Linked DNA regions of Sus scrofa: region 2 is linked to region 1. Evidence: chromatin contacts called from public HiChIP or PLAC-seq data. All regions are on one chromosome and are shown on one strand. Each heading gives the region's core, a stretch centred on a gene start, on an enhancer-like site or on the middle of the called end of the contact. The rest is flanking DNA. Distances are from core to core; before and after follow the strand shown.

What was found. HiChIP or PLAC-seq counts read pairs in DNA pulled down with a chosen protein or histone mark.
Region 2: an H3K27ac HiChIP or PLAC-seq map of skeletal muscle shows a contact between it and region 1. The contact joins the promoter of SKA2 here to the promoter of TRIM37 in region 1. A contact is called at or near these places in 3 of 47 Hi-C or Micro-C datasets (embryonic fibroblasts, epiblast stem cells and liver) and 2 of 2 datasets of contacts at active chromatin or transcription factors (alveolar macrophages and skeletal muscle).

Annotation. Positions count from the first base shown.
Region 1 is chr12:35,392,046-35,396,729 of Sscrofa11.1, forward strand. It overlaps TRIM37 (E3 ubiquitin-protein ligase TRIM37), which reads right to left and starts at 1,373. Exons shown (of 25, transcript XM_021067287.1): 1 at 935-1,373. The coding sequence starts at 955. It overlaps SKA2 (spindle and kinetochore-associated protein 2), which reads right to left. Exons shown (of 4, transcript XM_003131674.5): 4 at 4,520-4,684.
Region 2 is chr12:35,430,538-35,435,167 of Sscrofa11.1, forward strand. SKA2 (spindle and kinetochore-associated protein 2) reads right to left here and starts at 2,757. Exons shown (of 4, transcript XM_003131674.5): 1 at 2,476-2,757. The coding sequence starts at 2,508. It overlaps PRR11 (proline-rich protein 11), which reads left to right and starts at 3,157. Exons shown (of 11, transcript XM_005668999.3): 1 at 3,157-3,290.

The DNA of each region.
Region 1 (4,684 bases), core at 123-2,622:
GGTGAATCAATCTAGAAAGTATCTGACAAGAAAACAGATTTAATTAGATGTAGATTATTTTACGTATTTTAAGTTTATTTCTCCAGTATTCACATTTATTTTCACTCCATTCTAGAGGAATTAAACTCTCCTAAAACCAAGGTAAGGTAACAAAACCTTTACAATACTTTCACATGAGGAATTATGGAGCAAATTAATCTAATCATGACTCTGCAGGACCAGAAAGAAACTGAGATGCAGACCCTGGGCGGTGGACAGTAAGACTACTGGATGAAGTAGTTTGAACTGGAGTGCTCAGAAATATAGTTGCCCCTTACTAAGAAGCCAAGATTTAGTATCTTAATAATTGGAATGTTCAAAATTTGAAATTATATAATTATGTCTAATAAGCCATCTTTTTATGCTCCTAGCCTTGACGTAAATATCCCAAGCATTTGAAATCACAGTATACAAGAGTCAGATATAAAAAGTATATTGCACTGGAAAACTACAAACAGGAGAGTAAGAGTATATCCTCATCTAATCTAAGAAGGGCAGCTGTAACTCTGGGAGAGAATGATTATTCACTCGGAGGGAGATTTGGATCCGCGCATAAACTCTTAAGAACTGGAGGTGAGTCCCAGGGCACGTTCATCCAATGAATTTGCAGTTTTGCTCTGAACAGGCTGTAGTTTACAAGGACCCTGTGGGGATGAGTTCCGGTGCCAAGACATCCTGAAATTGCCCGAATAGGCACCACCTGACTGACTGCGGGAACGGTCAGAGCACAGGGCACCTGGAGGCTGCAGAGCGAACCCGGTGTCTTTCGCACTGGGCCAGCCCTCTCCACAGCGGCAGCGGCGGGGTGGGGGGTGCCCTACGACAAGGGGCCCCAAATAAAGAGCGCTCAGCGGGTGGCGAAGAAAGCCAGCCACCACCTCCTCCAAGCCCTCACCTCAACGCTCTGTTCATCCATTGCCTCCAGCTCTCGGCGGGGCCCTCGGCGAGCCGCGGAGTCCGTGGTCTGACCTATGAGGCGCCGGCCGGAGGTCGCCAGGTCAAATCGCCGCGGAGAACAGCCAAGCGCCCACGTCAGGGGGCTCCGACGACCGCCCCACTCGCGCGCCCCATCGCTTCGGGTTCGGCTCCAGCTACCCCCACTTCGCCATTTTTATCCGCGCGCCCGTCCTAGGACGCAGCGGGAGGGTGAGTGGTAGCTGCAGCTCCTTTCCTCCCGGCTCAGCAGCCCGCTAGCGACCGCGAGGGAGCCTCGGCCCACGTGACGCGGGCGCGCGCGTATCGAAACGGCGCTAGTCTCCTGCGAAGAAGGTGCTGCAGGGAATTCGCAAACACCAACGGTAACCAGGGTAGCGGAAGGCGCGGTGTGAGGAAAGGCGCGGCGCGCGCATTACGCATGCGCGCAGGCCGCCGCACTGAGGCAGCGGGCCAGAGGCGGGCGCCTAGTTCCCGCGGTGCGGGGCGCACACGAGATTTGGCCGTTCGCTGCCGCAGGGTTGGGTGCCTGCGGCCGGAGCTAAAGCAGGCGGCGGTGAGGAAGGCGTTTGACCGCGCCCGCCCCCCCTTAGGGGAGGGGCTGCGCTCTACCGGACGCAAACTTTTGCGCGCCAAAAGCAGGAGCACCTGGAGGGTTTATGGAAAAGGCGGACTCTGGAGCCACACCCCTACGTATTCAGATTCGGTGAGCCTAAGGTGGGGCTCCACGAAATCAACTTACTCTCAGAGATTGGCTGTAGGTGGCCTGTGGCCCGCACTTTGGGAAACCGGGACTGCTGGTTCTTTCTCCCGGAGCAAGCCCAGATTCTCAGATTTTTAAGACTTCCGTCCCACCTACCGACGCAAAGCTCCATATTGTGAAGCCTAGTGCTAGTCATTGTTGGGGTGGGGGGACGGGACCACGGACTCTGTAGCTGTCAGACCCACACCACACCACACCCGCCCTGCATTGCTTTCGGCTTGAGGTGAGCTGTCGACACGAGACTACAGAAAGTGCCAGAGCATCTGCTTTATACTATTTTCTACCGTAAAAAGTGTTGAAAGATTGCAGAAGGATTGAAGGTTTACATGAAATTCTTAATTTTCCGTTCCGGTTTGTTGCAAACACCTGTTACCCTTAAACCCAACTAGAATGCACCTGAAGAGAATCAACAATAATCTAGGAAGAAGTTCTTAAAATACCAAGGCATTTGGACCTTCAAGTGGGCAATAACAATTTTCTTAGGAGTTCCCGTCGTGGCTCAGTGGTTAATGAACCCGACTAGGAACCATGAGGTTGCGGGTTCAATCCCTGGCCTTGCTCAGTGAGTTAAGGATCCGGCGTTGTAGTGAGTTGTGTAGGTTGCAGACGGGACTCGGATCCCACGTTGCTGTGGCTCTGGCATAAGCCGGCAGCTACAGCTCTGATTAGACCCCTAGCCTGGGAACCTCCATATGCTGCAGGAGTGGCCCTAGAAATGACAAAAAATAAAAAAAAATTAAAATGACCTCAATTATACATTTTAATAATGGCTAATGGGGAAGTTCCCTGGTGGTCTAGTGGATAGATAGCCAGGCTTTCACCGCTTGCACCTGGGGTTCAATCCCTGGCTTGGGAATTGAGATGCTATGTATAGCCGCTGCATGCAGTGGGCCAGAATTCCTTAATAATGGCTAATGTTATGATGAGTGAACTTCAATTTAAAAAATTGTCTAACTTGGGTTTCAAAGAGTAATGAGACATGGTCTTTATAACCCAGTAAAGCAGAAAAGGAGCAAGACAAATTACAATGTATGATAAATATTAAAATATGTTCCTGTTTACTACATATATTCGCCCAAGAGCCCCCAAATTTTTAACGATCACAATAGTTCATAATAGTGAAAAAAAATTGGAAAACCTGCACAATTAATTAGGGGTCATTGCTTACAAGGATAGTCGGATTCTGGCTAACTTGAACAAAAAAGAAGTTAGTTGGCAGGATGCTAAACCACCCTGTGTAGTGGGGAAACCTGTGGTCTGCCCCATCGGAATTCCTTAAGGAAAGACTGACCTTTTTTGCCCTCGCCCTATGCCCCCCACCAAAATCTCCCAACATGTCTATTACACAACTTAAATGCTTGTCAATGAGGAACCGTTAAATATTATAGTAAATTCATACACATAGCTATTCAAAACAGTGGCAGATGTATGCCATGAAGATATTGAAAATATACTTAAAATAGAAAAACTATAGCTAGAGTATAATGTATGGTATTAGCCTATTTTTTTTTTAAGGGCTGCACCCTCAGCATATGGAGGTTCCCAGGCTAGGGTCCAATTGGAGCTACAGCTGCTGGCCTGCACCACAGCCACAGCAACACCAGATTCTTAACCCTCTGAGCAAGGCCAAGGATCAAACCAGCAATCTCATGGTTCCTAGTTGGATTCGTTTCCACTGTGCCATGATGGGAACTCCCTATTTTTGTTTAAAAATGTTTTAAAATTTGGATTTCTCATTGTGGCTCAGTGGCAATGAACCCAACTAATATCCATGAGGACTCAGGTTCTATCCCTGGCCCTGCTCAGTGGGTTAAAGAATCCAGCGTTGGGGTAAGCTGTGGTATAGGTCACAGAAGCAGTTTGGATCTGGTGTTGCTATAGCTATGGTGTAGGCCAGCAGCTGTAGCTCTGATTTGATCCCTAGCCTGGGAACTTTTGTATGCTGTGGGTGCTGCCCTAAAAAGCAAAAAAAAAAAAAAAAGTTTTAAAATTTGTATATATGTGGAAACAGCTGAAGAAAATTGCAATTACTTGGAAGATATGCATACTTAGATTTTTAATTAAAAAACATTTTTTTTTTGTCTGAGCCCAGAGCATGCGTAAGTTCCCAGACCAGGGATCGAACCTGAGACACAACAGTGCCAATGCCAAGTCCTTAAATGCTAGGCCACCAAAGAAATCCTAATTTTTAATTTCTTAAAATTAAGGGTGTACTTTAAAACACAACATAATTAAAATTAACTTGTATCAGTCACAACTTAAGACATAAAAATACTATTAGTCACAAAGGAGAAAATGGTTATCCAGATGAGAAATTTAAAAAGGTCTAGGAGTTCCCTGGTGGCCTAGGGATTAAGGATCTGGTGTTACAGAGTTACAGCTGTGTCTCACTGTGCTAAGGACCAGCCATTGTCTGGGAGGATGTGGGTTTCAATCACTGGCCTCACTCAGTGAGTTAAGGATGCCACATTGCTATAGGTGAGGCATAGGTAAATCACAGTTGCAGCTCAGTTCTGATGTTTCTATGGCTGTGGTATAGGCCTCAGCTACAGCTCCAATTCAACTGCTAGCCCAGTTGAATTAATTAATATGCCGCATGTTAAAAGAAAAAAAAAAGGACTGGTGTTGCCACTGTTGTGACACAGGTTTGATCCCTAGTCTGGGAACTTCTGCATGCCACTGGTGCAGCCAAAAAAAAAAAAAGATGCAAATTTTACTTCCAGCTAACAGAATAGTGGCTGTTAACAAAATAACAAAACCAGTAAGTATTCTGGACACGTTCAGTTGGAATATTCAGGTAGAGGTTTTTATTGGAAATATGGATCTAGGTCTATTGGAGTAAGTTATACTTGGGGATCATCCCCCAAAAGGCAATAAATCAAACTTTGGAGACAAATTAGTATATAAAAGAGTGCAAAGAAAACAATCCTAAGAGGAGTGAAAGGAAGA
Region 2 (4,630 bases), core at 1,507-4,006, 40 kb after region 1:
AAAGAAGAAAAAAAAAAAGGCTATGACTAAGTTACTTAAAAGCAATTTGTGAAGAAAAACCTGCTTTATTCTTTCTTCCATGAAAAGCATTTTTCCAAACTACTCCATCATTCAACTATCTAAAAGTTTAAGACTAGCTACCTCAAAATTTTCTAAAACCCACTTTTTCCCAAGAGGTACATGTACTTGTTTTCCCCTTAAAATGTGTTCAATCTAAAAAATATCCTGGAGGGTTCCCACTGTGGCACAGCAGAAACGAATCCGACTAAGAACCATGAGGTTGAAGGTTTGATCCCTGGCCTTGCTCAATGAGATAAGAAGCCGGCATTGCTGTGAGCTGTGGTGAAGGTCGCAGAGGCAGCTCCGTTCTGGAGTGGCTGTGGCTGTGGCTGTGGCTGTGGCCTAGGCCCTTAGCTGTAGCTCGGATTAGACCCCTAGCCTGGGAACCTCCTTATGCTGCAGGTATGGCCCTAAAAAAAGCAGGGGGAAAAAAAAAGCCATAAAAAATATCCTGGGAGAATATTGACTCTAATGCAAAATTCGGAAAAGGGTTAAGTAGTACCTCAAAATTAAAACCTGAAGGGGAAAAATACTGTTAAGAGCATAATTAGTATCACTTAGCATCCTATAATTAGTCAGAGATACCCATCTGGAGTGAGGAATAATAATGGAGAAGGCAAGACCATATTAACATCTTTGCCTGTTGATAGAATCGAACTACAATACTTAACATGTTTGCATTTCTGAAAGACAGTTAATGGTAAGAATAACAAAATTTTGAACTAAAAGTTAGGTTTGAAAAGCTGCCTTCTGGAGTTCCCGTCGTGGCTCAGTGGTTAAGGAATCTGACTAGGAACCATGAGGTTGCGGGTTCAATCCCTGGCTTTTCTCAGTGGGTTAGGGATCCGGTGTTGCCGGGACCTGTGGTGTAGGTTGCAGACGCAGCTCAGATTCCGAGTTGCTGTGGCTCTGGCGTAGGCTGGTGGCTACAGCTCCGATTCGACCCCTAGCCTAGGAATCTCCATATGCCGCGGGTGCGGCTCAAGAAATGGCAAGAAAAAAAAAAAAAAAAAAAAGAAACAGAAAAGCTGCCTTCTTTGCAGCCATTTCTTACCTTTCCAATTTCCACACACACTCCCCGCAAAAGAAAATTAAAATTTCAGAAACAACTGAAAGCAAATGAAAGTTGATTCTGTATATGCGAGACACTAAAACACTACAATTCATTTAATATCTTAGAAAAAAAAATACTAACATACATCAAGGTCTCAAACTTTCTGGGGGTGGGAATGGGGTGTGACGATGATACTGTTTCTTCCAAGATCACTACACGTTGCAGGTATTTAAGTGTTGCAGGTATTTAAGAGACCCAAGGTTCATCTTGAAGGAAGCAGCAAAGGCACAATGATACCTGAGCAGTAATGCCAGGGAATGGCAGTGGTAGGAGGAAAGGACTGCGATGGAGATGGCTTCTTTACTTAATCTTGTTATTTTCCTTTAACAAAAAAAGGACAGGAATTCAATAATGGATGAGCCCTCCAAATTCCACATTTTAAAGGAAGTCAGCCCAATCCAAACACATGTAATACAGGAGGGGAAAAGACTGAAGACAGAACAAGGGAACTAAAAAGAAAAAAAGCGCGGGCGACCAAGTGGGTAATTTAGGGATGGAAGGGAGAGAATAAAGAGAACAAGTAAGGCAAGGATCCAAAGGAGAAACTAGGACGGCCTGCAATTTGGCGCGCTCCTGCAGGCCAAGCAGCAGCAGGAGTCCTTTCCAGTTACTCGCCCCCGCCCCCTACTTTCACAATGAATGAAACTAGGCAACTCCAGAGCAGGGGTGCCGTCCACGTCCCAGTCCCGCCCGCGCTCCAGGAAAGGAGCTCCTGGTTCAGATTCCCTTCTCTCCCTCACCGAAGGGCCAAAGAGAAACGAGGAGCTTCCTTGGCCGATAGGAAGTTATGCACACAAGTCTAGAATCCTATCTCAGACTTTTTCAGCTTGCCGAGAATGTGACGGTTCAGTCCTAAAGGGATTTCTCTCCGCCCCTCTCGGTTTACTCCCACCCCACCCTCCATGCCCGTTTCTCGGAGTGCAAACGACCTCGCCCCTTCTTAGGGTGTAAAGGAACCATTCCAATCACGCCTTTTTGGTGGAAATACACAGAAGGCTGTCTGCACCAGCCACAGCTCCTTAAGAGGCGGAAAGATGAGGTCAAGGAACAAGGAATTCCAAAGGCCCCGCACCCTCAGCATCTCCCGCCATTTCCCTCACGAGTTTCCCGGATGTAACGCCTTTCCCCGTGGCGGTTAAAAGAAACCAGGCGGTGGCGACTCCCTTCGGTGCAGGAGGAGGGAGCTAGTCTAGTCCAGCCTCCACCACCCAGGATTTCCGGCGACTCCTAATTGCGTTCCACCTTGGAGGCCATCCGGGAAAAATGAACTACCCAGCAGATCTCCTTCACTTTACACTCACCATCAGTTCAAGCTTATCGACCTCCGCCTCCATGTTGAATAGTTGACATTCCTCAGACCACGGCGGCGGCGCTTAAGCCGTAAACCGTACTAGCACTGAGGGTCCCTATTGGACAGCTGTCACTCAACACCTCGCACTCATTGGTTCCTCCGCTTCACCAGTGCCCGCCCATTGGCGATTGGGAGACGCCCCTACGCATGAAACACATTTTCTTGTTGGGCGAGGACACAAAACGCCGCAGGAGGATTGGCTGCTATACATTTTTTTTCTTCCATTGGCTGCATCCTCATCTCTACTTTCAATTTCACAGTTAGAGTTCCTCAGAGAAGAGCTTCCGATTGGTGCAATTGGAAGAAGAGCCAACCAATTACACAAAAGCTTCCACAAGCGACAACGGGGACGTGACACACCTTTCCTCGGCTGCTTCCCCTCCACTTCGCTCCCGCCTTCCCCCTATTCATACTAGAAGCGCCTCAGCTCTGATTGGCCAGAACGTGGTGCAACCTCAGCCAGTCAGAAGCTAGGCTGCGCTCCTGCACTACGCAGAGAGCAAATGGTGAAGAGACAAAGGCTATGATTGGTCCCTCCACGATAAGGTCTTAATTTTGAATTTTTCTTTATGGCGAGGGAGCGGCTACTCCCGGGACGTCATCGAACCCCTGGCCTCTTAGACTAGTAAGTGCAGGGAGATCTTCTTTTGTTACCTGGGCTCGCATCTGCCATAGCTGGGCCTGTTGCTGCTTGTGTTCTTACGGTTTACTAAGGTGGGGACTTTGGCTGGACTCGGAGGGGAGATGGAGGTGTTCTGAGTTTGGGTAAGAAGTACTCCGCCTGGGTCCACTCTAATCGTACTTCTTTTTAATTAACGCTCTGCAAAAATATATTTTGGAGTAAAGCATCTGCCTTCCTTTTGCCCATTCCTTTACTTGCGGTTCAAAACGTGGTTTGCAAACCCAAAAGTACCTGCATGACTTGGGCGCTTGTTAGAAATGTAGATTATCTGGCTCCACCCAGACCTACTGAATCAGAATATGAATTTTTAATAACCCCTGTGATTATTTTGCACTTTAAGTTTGAGAAAGTACATTTCTTGACAGGGATGAAGAGCCAACCAACTACTGTGTTCCTTGATATAGTCTTAATATCTTTCGAGTTTCTATGAGAGTGGCAATTTTAAAATTATGCCCTGTTTGCTTTGTGCCTAGTACTGCGCTGGACTAAGCTTTAGGGAGCTGCAATCTCTTTAGAGAAACAAGACGGGAACTAAAAAAGCAATGCTGCACAACATAAAGTGTAAAATTAAATATAAGCAAATATCAGAAATAGCCCTATGGGGAGTTCCCATTATAGTGCAGCGGAAACGAATCCGACTTAGGAACCATGAGGTTAGAGGTTCGATCCCTGGCCTCAGTTAGTGGGTTAGGGATCCGGCATTGCCCTGAGCTGTGATGTAGGTCGCAGGCGCAGATCGAATCCTTCGTGGTTGTGGCTGTGGTGTAGGCCGGTAGCTGGAGCTCGGATTCGACCCCTAGCCTGGGAACCTCCATATGCCACAGGTGCAGCCCTAAAAAGCAACAACAACAAAAAAGACTTGGAGTTCCCGTGGTGGCGCAGTGGTTAACGAATCCGACTAGGAACGATGAGGTTGCGGGTTCGATCCCTGCCATTGCTCAGTGGGTTAACGATCCGGCGTTGCCGTGAGCTGTGGTGTAGGTTGCAGACGCGGCTCGGATCCCGCGTTGCTGTGGCTCTGGCGTAGGCCGGTGGCTACAGCTCCAATTCGACCCCTAGCCTGGGAACCTCCATATGCCGCGGGAGCGGCCCAAGAAATAGCAAAAAGACCAAAAAAAAAAAAAAAAGACTATCTCCAGGGAGTTCCCGTCGTGACTCTGCAGCTAACAGACCCCCATTAGTATCCATAAGGAGGTGGATTGGATCCCTGGCCTTGCTCAGCAGGTTAAGGATCCAGCGCTGCCTTAAACTGTTGTGTAGTCGCTGTGGCTGTGGCCTGTGGCATAGACCAGTAGCTGTAGCTCCAATTGGACCCCTTGCCTGGGGAACTTCCTTATGCTGCGGGTGTGGCCCTAAAAAAACAACAAAACAAAAGACTGACTCCAGGAGTTCCTGCTCTGGCACAGAGGCAGGGACCCAGGCT